Regions from separate parts of the Mus musculus genome. Here region 1 is linked to region 2. The links are chromatin contacts, called in public promoter capture Hi-C maps. All regions are on one chromosome and are shown on one strand. Each heading gives the region's core, a stretch centred on a gene start, on an enhancer-like site or on the middle of the called end of the contact. The rest is flanking DNA. Distances are from core to core; before and after follow the strand shown. Region 1 overlaps Sik3 (SIK family kinase 3). Region 2 overlaps Bace1 (beta-site APP cleaving enzyme 1).

Region 1 (5,017 bases), core at 123-2,622, 300 kb after region 2:
GTAATCATGTAAATGGGCTAGGTATCAAAAGTATTTAAAAAGAACAGAAAATGCCCTTAGTTTACAAAACCTGCTTAGTGGCAAAGTGAGTTTAAAAAAATATATGGTCAGAACTCTGTTGGTGGGTGGGTCCTGCATCCACATTTGTACTGGTTGCATTTCCCATGCCACTGTTCTCTGAACAACATACACATGTCAAGTACTTCACATGTGCCAGCTAGTGCACAAGTACAAGAAGCAGTGATGAATACAGAAGACACAAATCCCTGTTGACACTTGTTAGTAGGAGAGACAAACAACACACAAACTACATAGATGTGTAATTAGTCAGAAGATGATAAAGTGTGAAAAGTCTGGGGCCAGAGGAGCAGTGGAGAGTTGGCTCAGTTGTTAACAGCCCCTGCCGCTCTTGAAGGGGGACCAGAGTTCAATTCTTAGCATCCACGTGGTTTCTCACTACCTTCTGTGACTCTAGTTCTAGAGGCTCTGACTCCCTCTTCTGGCTTCTGTGGTCACCAGGCACACACGTGATACACAGAGAAGCATGCCAGTATAACACCCACACTAAGATAAAATCAAAGGGCAGTCAAGGGAGGACTCGGAGAAGGCTGTAATGCGATCAAAGTTCACATGTTGCTGGGAGAAAGTCAGGAGAGAACAGCGGTCCTAAGGCAAGAGCACTGTATCTGTTAGAACATGACAGAGTAGTAGGGAGAACTTTGGGGTAGTAGAATATCTCTGTATCTTTTGGAGCCAGGAGTTAAGTAAGACAGGCTTACTTGTGTGCACATGTGCAGACATTCTCACCAAGGAGTAACTCCCCAGGAAGAAAAACTGGCAGTAATTCTGCATCCTGATTACAGTGAGAAGGTTGTGTATCTGCATGTGTGCTAAAACGACACGGATACATATCACACCCATATCAGATTCTGGGCCTTGCTTCTCTTCTCTAATTGTGTAAGACTTAGCCATTGAGGAAGGTACTGGGGACCTGTTTGTATTCTCTTCCCAGTGACTTGTGACTGTTTAGAGAACAGATGCAGAAAGCCTTGGGCAGAATTGGAGATAATACTTAGGCATGTTATCAAGAGATCTTGAAATCTGGTGGCTGTTCACCCCAATTGGTGATGCTAGACAGGGTGGAAACCAGCGTGAGAAGTTGCTGGCTTCTGGGAATTTTGGGGGGTGGAGCTCATAGATTGCGTTGCTGTGTTGGATTGTGAGTCTGGGAGAAGAAATGTACAACACGGACCACTGGCAAGCTAGACAGACTGTAAAAAGAACCCCTAGCACGCCCAGAAGCCCTCTGTGTGTTTCTGCCAGGAAACAGAGCACCAAGCCTGCTTCCTCTACCCTGCGGCACCCTGACCTTCACGTCTGAGGACAATAGGAGAGCAAAGTGAGCACTCTCATTAACCTGCTTGCGGGCAGCTTGAGTTATTTTGGCCTCACCCTGGCTCTTTTGGAAAGAAGCATTTGCTTGATAAACAGGAAGTTGTTTCCAGGGCTGTAGGAAGAACAAATGATAGAACCAAGTAGCACTCTAAAGGGTTGCTGGCTCTGGTTAGTTTGGAAGGGCAGACATGGTTTCAGGCCACCACACAAGACCAGCAGAGGTGAGGCTGCGCTCACCTTCCATCTCAGGAAACAGTTTTGCCCATTGCTTGACCTGCCGTGGTTTCCATCAGCTCTGAAGAAGGAGACAGTCTGCACAGAGTGGAAAAGTGACTTATTTTAAGAAATGTTAGCTCCCTTCCTCTGTTCTATTAGTGGCATACCTCTAAGACGCCAGTGAGGCTGCTGGTCTAGGCAAGCAAAAACTGGCCTGTGTGTTTTATTCTTTGAAAGGTTCGAACTTGAATATCCACAGCATATCCCACCTCCACTTGGTGCCCCAGTAGACTGGGACAGAGTGAGAGTGAATTCTGAGGCAGGTCTGTGTGCTAGTGCTGTAGTGTTTTTGAACTGCAGACTCCATTCATTATTCTGTCACCCTCAGAGGGTATGTGAGCCTCAGAGTGCCACTGATGTTTGAAAGACTTCATGGGCGAGCACCTGAGGACCCATGGCAAGTGACCTGCCATGACTGGTAAGTGGGAAGAGATCCTCTGCCCCACTTTTGATAAGACCTCAAAAGGGAAGGAAATGCATTTCTGTTTTAGCTGGCTGGAGCCATGTTACAGTAAAGAACACTTAAATCAGCACCACATTTCAACAATAAGCTGCCAGTTAGTGCTGGGAAAGGTCGGCATGGCAGACTTTACATAGCAGGTGTCTCCTTGATGTCTGCTGAGGGAAGGAAGGGCAAGAATCAGAAGCTGATCAGAAGCCAAGGTCTGGGTACAGTTGAGACTCTATCAGGGCTGGCATTGGTAGCCAAGACACAGGAGAGCTAGCTCACCAAATGGCCTGGAGGAAGTTACTTCTAGCTGGAATCCTGCTGAAGTCCAGACTGCTTTTCTTTGACTGTTTCACTGTGTGAAAGTGCCCCACTGTAGATTCAGATCCTCTGACTGTGTAAGTGTAGGCTGGCTACTGTTCTGGGTTTCTCCCTCAGAGGTTAAATATCCCATCTGGACTTGAATATTTGCTTCCTGCCCACTGAGTCTGTAGGAACATAAAGCAACCATTTGTCAGCAGACCACTGAAAGGCAGGTTTCTACAGGGAATGAAACTGCAGGCCATTGGTTTCCTGGCACACCCACCTGATATTAGACTGAGAGCAAACTAATGGGTGGGGGGAGCCCAGTGCATGAAAATAAAAGCTGAGGCTAAGGTGTGAATGCACATGAGCCCAGAAGACAGAGCTGGAGGAGAGGAGCACAGAGCCCAGCGAGGAGCAGCAGAGTCAAGTGCTGGACTTGGGGAAGCCTGATGTGCCGCAGCTGCTTAAGTGACAGCCACAGCTACACCCACAGTTACAGCAGTAGTGTGTGGATGTTTGTAGTCGCAGTTCTGGGTGGTGTGCGTATTCCAGGCTACCCAGTATGCTGCCACTGATGCCTTCCGCCCGGACCCCAGAGTGATGAGGGTTCTGAGCAGCACAGGCAGCTGTTGGAGAGCTTGGAGCTCTTCACAAAATTCTTAACTCTTCCCCGCCATGGCGCTGAGTGAACATGTAATAAGTGTATTTTTAAATGTTGAAAATTCAAGATTTGTTATATATGGTAACTCTTAAGAGTACAAGTTTATCCCCAAATGCAGGAGCTTTTTCATTGGTCCTGGCTTGTGACAGTTGGCTTCCATTTAACAGAGCAAGGGGAGGTGAGGCTGTTGGCAGTATAAATGTTTTATCCAAGGACAACCAATGTGTCATTGTGGAGATAAAACAGAACTAGGCTGCACTACACTAGCCTGAACTCTATAACAAGTTTGAGAATTTTCCAACTATTTTAGAAAAATAAGGTACTTAGACATTTGTAAAGAAGGTTTTTTTTTTTTTTTTTTTAAATGAAAGAAAATCCCTTATTTTGGAAATCACAAAATGAATCATTCTGTCTTGTTTGAGAAGCTTTGATGTGTTTTGGTAATTAGTGTTTACTGCCAGACGAATGTCTCTTGGGCATTTTAATTAGTGGGTGGCATGGCCCAGTGAGCTTCTGAGCTTCTGATGGTAGCCCTTCAGAAGAGTTACTCTTGTGTTTCTCAAGAAGAGCGGCCTCCTCAAAGCTCTTTAATTAGGTCAAGTTTAGCAACTAAAACATATTATTAGAATAATTAGGCCCCTCTTAAGGGAATGGGGGGGGTCAGGGAACAGGTACTGTTAGAGCGGGATCGCTTAAAATCTAGTGTCCTGCCTCTGATGAACGTCCAGTTCCTGGGCAGCTGTGGAACACTGCTGTCTTCAGTCAGGGACTTTCTATTCAGAGATTTCCCCCACCCCCACCATGGATCTCACCAGCAGCCTAAGTATGCTGGGTATAAGCTCTCCGTTCCATTCTGGCCTCTGTGTGAAGCTGTCTCTTACCTCCAGCCTAGAGTCTTATTGTCCTCTCCTTTTTTTCCCTATTAAGTTGCAAGTAACTGTGCTGGGTTCCTTGTTTGTTTGTATTTGTTTTTGTTTTTAAGGGAACCACTTTAAAGATTTGCGTATAGGAAACAAAACATTATAACAGATCTTTTAAGGGTTGTTTGCTTTGTCTATTTTTAGTGATTTCAAAGTCTCTTCCTAGGTGGCCCAAAGCTGGCCTCAAACAAGATGTCCCCTGCCTCAGCCTCCCAGGTACTAGGATGATAGCATTGTTGCCACACCTGGCTTGACTGATCTTTCTTAGTAGTTATATACGTATAATAATAATAATGTGTGTGTGTGTGTGTGTGTGTGTGTGTGTGTGTCTTCTGTGTGTCTGTGAGTGTACATCATTTTTACACTCTAGAATCATGTATGTCCCTTGCTTTCAAAATGCACTTTATATATCTTCTAAAATTTGCCATGTAAGTGGATTCCCCTCGTTGCCATGCTTGGCCCTTCTCCCTGGTTCTTGGCTGTCTTTCTCTGTGTCTTTGCAGTTATCTCTAATGATAACACTTTACCCTAGATTCTGTTTTCTTACAAGTTTAAAGAAAGATAGCTATCACTAGTCCTCTGGGTGAGGTGTCACCAAAATAATTGAGTGATTTCAGTGAACCACTATTAACAGCAATATGTACATTCATATTGCTTAATTTTTCACTTCCTTATCTCAGGATCATATGATAACATTCTGATGGCAAATGAGTCCTTCTTCAGCTAGATCTCTTAGTTAAAGGACTTTTCACAGGTTATTGGATATTTTCAACAGAACATGCTATGGCATTCTCTCTCTCTCTCTCTCTCTCTTTCTCTCTCTGTGTGTGTGTGTGTGTCTGTCTGTCTGTCTCTGTGTGTGTATCTGTGTGTGTTTGTGTGTGTGTGTGTGAGTGTGTGTGTGTGTGTGTGTGTGTGTGTTTGGTTGGTTTTTCAAGACAGTTTCTCTGTGTAGCCCTGGCTACCCTGGAACTCACTCTCTCTGTAGACCAGGCTGGCCTTAAACTCACA
Region 2 (4,671 bases), core at 1,615-4,114:
ACTACTTAGTGGTCGGTTAGAGCCGGTGGAGGCTGGTATTGGCTTTGTGGCTTGGTTGTAAGATGGCCACGTTGCTCATACTCTCTGGGTCTGTTTCTTTCTCTTCAGATTGGAAGAAAGCCTCCCCCATCTCAGCTTTACACCAAAGGCTTGTTCTTGCTTAGCCCCCAGCTCTAAGGTACATACGGAAGAAAGCAGATGTCTTCTTTGGGAGGCTTGGATGAGAACCTCTGCCCTAGAGGCTTGCAAAAGCTGTAGAGCCTGAGATAGGCTGCAAGGAAGTTTGTGGGGCAGGGGAGGTGCGTTTTATTCTTGTGCTGAACTGGGGACGGAATACCTGAGCCCTTGAGCATAGACGATTCTGAGCTATCCCTGTCTGTGGGGGTTAAGTCCTGTAGGATTGAGGGAATCCAAACCCACCTTAAATTTGCCAGTCTCGAACTTAACTGCATCTGCTAAGATCTATTGCTGAGCACAGTAGAGCGAACCTAAGCAGGTGTGCCTCTCCCAGCGGGGCTTGTTAGGCCTTCCCTAGAAGCTGCCTTCTCTCAGAGGTCCCAAGGAGCACATTTGTTTGTTAAGTGATTGGCACTGACCTAGTCCTGACCCCAAGTTAAATCTCCTGGGCATGGGACTCCTAGGTCTCCCTAGGCCAGGGGACAAGGAGAAAGCTACAACACAGGTGGTCTATCTCATGTCAAGACAATGGAAACTGGGTTAAGGAAGGAAGGTAGATCATAAAACTAACCAGCTATTGGGAGCCTCAGAGGGACTTTCTCCCCCACTGTGTGGTTTTTGTTGTTGTTGTTGTTGTTGTTGTTTTTGTTTTTGTTTTGGTTTTTTGAGACAAGAGTTTCTCTGTATAGTCCTGGCTGTCCTGGAACTCACTCTGTAGACCAGGCTGGCCTTGAACTCAGAAATTCACCTGCCCCAAGAAACGCCTAGTGTTTTTTTTTTTTTTTAAGGGAAAAAAAAAAAAAGCTTGAAAAACCAGTTTTTCAAGAGACACCTATTGTCAGGCACTAGGATACCAAACAGGGCTACACTGAGTTCTTAGACACTGGGAAGGTAAGAGAGGCAGATGGTAAGGGAGCCTATAGTCAGTTACAGTTAAGGGAATGGAGCCTGGTCTTCCTCCCAAGGGAGGAAGTTTATGCTCAGGCTTAAAGATGAAGAAGTAAGACACAGAACCAAGAAGAGGAGGGGCCAGGCAGAGCCAGTGGCCAGTGACACTCTATGGGATGGGCCCAGGACTGGCAGGAGCAGACCATGTGTGGTGGGGATTGGAGATTTGCCTGAGGCTGAGCATGCAAGCAGGGTAGGTTGGAAATGCCCTGAAGGAAGTATGCAAGCCAGAAGTTTCCCTAGTCATCTTATCGACATCTCCTGCCTTAGGGGGACCAGTCGGTTCACATTTGACCTTGGGAAGGTTACTCAGGCCAACAGTCCAGAAGACAGAATGGTGAGGTCCAAGGCAGACATGTCAAGATAGTTGAGATTGGAGGCTGCACAGTGGTTTAAGAGCGCATTGCTGCTCTTGCAGAGACGGTTCAGTTCTAAGCACCCACATGGTGGCTCCCAACCATCTGTAACTCCAGTTCCAGGGGATTTGACAACGTATTCTGACCTTTTCATCCTCCTGTACACATATAGGAGACATGCATGTACACATATAACATTGTATATGATAAATTATGTCATGTGTGAGATGTGTGTGTGTGTGTGTGTGTGTGACAGTTAAGGTTGAGAAGTCCTGTAATATCCCAGGGTAAAATGATGCCAACTGGGCCAAAGGGTGGTAAAGGGGACGGGAAGAAACAGGCACACAAACACTCTTTAAAGGGTGGTGCCTGGACAGGACTGAGGGAGCACTAGGGACAGATATGAAGAAGACCATTAAAGAGTCTCTGAGGTTGTTGCCTTACAGAACAGACTGGATAATGCCACCACTTACCAATACAGAGAATACCGAAGAGGACCAGGTAGAGGTTGGCTTTGGGCATCCCTACGTGGAGGTGCCTACAGGAAAGTAGTCTGGGGAAGAAGGCAAAGCCAAGCTGGGGGTGTGAGCCTGTGAGGACCCAAGAGGTGACATGGGAGTGAAAGAAAGATCTCTCATGTATCTGTCCCTGTGAAAGCCTCAGCAACTGTAGTAAAGGCTGCTTGATAGTGGCGGGATGCAGGCAAAGCCAGTTTTAGAATGGCTTGAGAAAGAGTAGGAGGTGAAGAAATGAAGACAGCTTGGCTGAGAGCTTAGCTTGTGAAGAGAGGGTAGCTGGAGGCGGGTGTGAGATTCAGGAAGGTTTGTGTTGTTTTTAATGAAGAGACTCGGCATTTGTAAAGGCCAGTGGGAAGGATTTGGATTCTTTGGTGCTGGGATGGAGGAGCGGGAGCCCATGTAGCACGGTGATTGAATTAGCCTGAGGAAAAGGGGATCATGTCTAGAATGGGTGCCTGGCAAAGGAGCGAGGAGGGAATTGTCTTCCCAGCCCAGATGAAAACTGGGGCCTGAGCCAGGGGGAAGGCTCGAGTGGCTGGGGCAGCCTCAGGCCCAGGAAGGCTAGAGTAACAAGACTAGAGTGGGCTCAGGGCCCAGGAGATAGGAGGCTTCTGCAACTAATCCCCCCCCACACCACCACTAACTGCCTTGTTTGGCAGTAAGAGTACTGGGTGGCTCAGCTCCTGCCTCAGGCCTGCACCAAACTGAAAGGGAGAGGCTGCCAAGAGCTGCCCAAGGGGCTCAGTTAGAAATGTTGAAAGACAGCTCCAGAAATCATTTCTCAGCAGCAGGACCACATGCATAGCAGGAGCAGCCAGACATTGCTGCGGAGGGAGTCTCAACGTTTTCCTGTTTTGTTGTGGAGAGGGAGAGGCAAGAGCGATAGGAGTCTGAAGCCCTGGAAAAGGGCAGGCTGGGGAAGGAGAGGGGCCCAGGAGTGAGGAAAGTTGTTCTTTCTTGGCCTTAGCCCTGTTTGTCTGAGAGAAACCTTCCTCAGGTGGAAGAGTCAGACTGGGACCAGAGAGAAAACAAGGCTCAGGACCTTGTGGTAGAGAAGGAGGAACTCTGAAGAGAGGAGAGACAGGAAAAGGCCCTGGACAACGGGGTCCCTGGATAGAGGTTTCAGTCTAGTGTAAAGAAGTGGCCAATCTGCTCAAGCTAGCCTTTACACAGATCCCAAGTAGTGTCCCTCCCATGAACAGGTTACAGGGACTGTGTCAGGAGGGGACCCATTTCTGGTGCTCAAAGCTAAGCCCTAAAGGTACAGAAAGGGGTCCCGGTAAGCGGGGTGAGGCCTTTTAACCATTAACCCAGCTGGTTGAAATCTGCCATGCGGAGCCTCCAGGCTCTATCGATTATTTTAAAAGCACAGCCACTGTTAACTGGTGGCTGCCCAGAAACCAGGGAGAGGCACAGAAGTAGAGGTGGGGAGAAGCAGGCAGGGAGGAAAATGGGAGCCCAGCCAGGAGTGGGAGCCGGAGAGGAGGTCTGAGGTAGGATTCACGGCTTGGCCATCAATGTAGGGGAGGCTTTGGGGGTGATCAGAAAACCTAAGCTGGCATTGGAATCAGCCAGCACAGCCCATGGGCACTGCTGAGCCCTGAAGCCAGGAAAGGGCCTGGCAGATGGGACAAAACAAGCTCATGACCATGGTGACCTTCGCAAGGTGACTAGGTCAGAGCTTTGCTGACTTCACTGAGAAAGGAAGGGAAGGCCACTGGGAAAGCTGAGGTGCAGGGAGAGAGAGGGCAGAGAGAGTCCATGACAGGCTGCTGGGTTTTCCTGAGGACAGGGCCCTTTCCCTGATCCTCCTATACAGCAAAAACATCACGGTCTGGTGTGGCTGAGGGCAGGGTCAGGCCATCAGAGTCTGACTGCACCTGGCCTGCTATGTATGCACTCTGCTTCATAGTTAGTTTTACAAAGCTAATTTCATTTGTGAGGTGGCTAAATGGGGAGGTGAGGAACCCTCAGACTAAAGCTGGCTTCTGGAGAAGATCAGGTTGAAGGATGCTTGTGTGATAAAGAAACAGGGTTGCTATAACTTGGATCTAAACTGTACCCCAACGGACCATGTGTTTTCAGTGTGGTGCTAGTGGGAGGAAGTCAGGTAACTGGGGGTATACTCTAGGAGGAGATATTAGGACTCTGGCTCCTTCCTCTTCCTCTGCTTCTTGGCTGCGGTGGCAGGTCCCCTTTGTCACACGACGTACTATGTTGACACATACCAAAGCAATGTGGCCTAGTGACCACAGACTGAAACATCTGAAACCCTAAGCTATGTAGTTGAGGTGGGGAGGAAGGGGCAGGCACACGGTGGGTGGCATGTGCCTCAGCATCCTGGAGGTTGGGGAAGAATAAAGGATCAAAGTCACTCTCAGTTTCAAAGTGAGCTCAAGAGCCATTTTGGGTGACAGGAGACCCTTCTTTTAAAAAAAAAAAAAAAAGGCAAGGAAGAGAAGGAAGAAAAGAAGGAAGAGGAGGAGGAAACCAGAGACACAAAATACATTTTTACACTTTCCTAAGTTGCTTTAGGCAGGTGTCACCATGGTGGAAGCTAATACAAGTCACAGTGGAAAGTGACTGCAGGTAAGGAAAGGTGAAATGAGGGACAGTCTGCACATGCATAAACTTCATGACTCATCACAGGATGCATACATTGGCAGGATTTG

What was found. Capture Hi-C pulls out chosen DNA fragments and counts their contacts.
Region 1: a contact with region 2 is called in a promoter capture Hi-C map of liver. The contact joins two enhancer-like sites. A contact is called at or near these places in 2 of 9 other capture datasets (liver and pancreatic islet).

The regions. Positions count from the first base shown.
Region 1 is chr9:46,148,984-46,154,000 of GRCm38.p6, forward strand. The region is part of intron 3 of Sik3 (SIK family kinase 3); the gene reads left to right. Among named protein-coding and RNA genes, the nearest start is that of Gm46110, 72 kb to the left of the region's middle. Within about 2 kb of position 1,373, at least 120 of the 459 cell types and tissues checked have an H3K27ac peak or open chromatin away from gene starts, as enhancers often do. A contact at or near this core is called in liver, where this site is marked.
Region 2 is chr9:45,847,322-45,851,992 of GRCm38.p6, forward strand. All of the region lies in intron 1 of Bace1 (beta-site APP cleaving enzyme 1), which reads left to right. Among named protein-coding and RNA genes, the nearest start is that of Bace1, 11 kb to the left of the region's middle. Within about 2 kb of position 2,865, at least 157 of the 459 cell types and tissues checked have an H3K27ac peak or open chromatin away from gene starts, as enhancers often do. A contact at or near this core is called in liver, where this site is marked.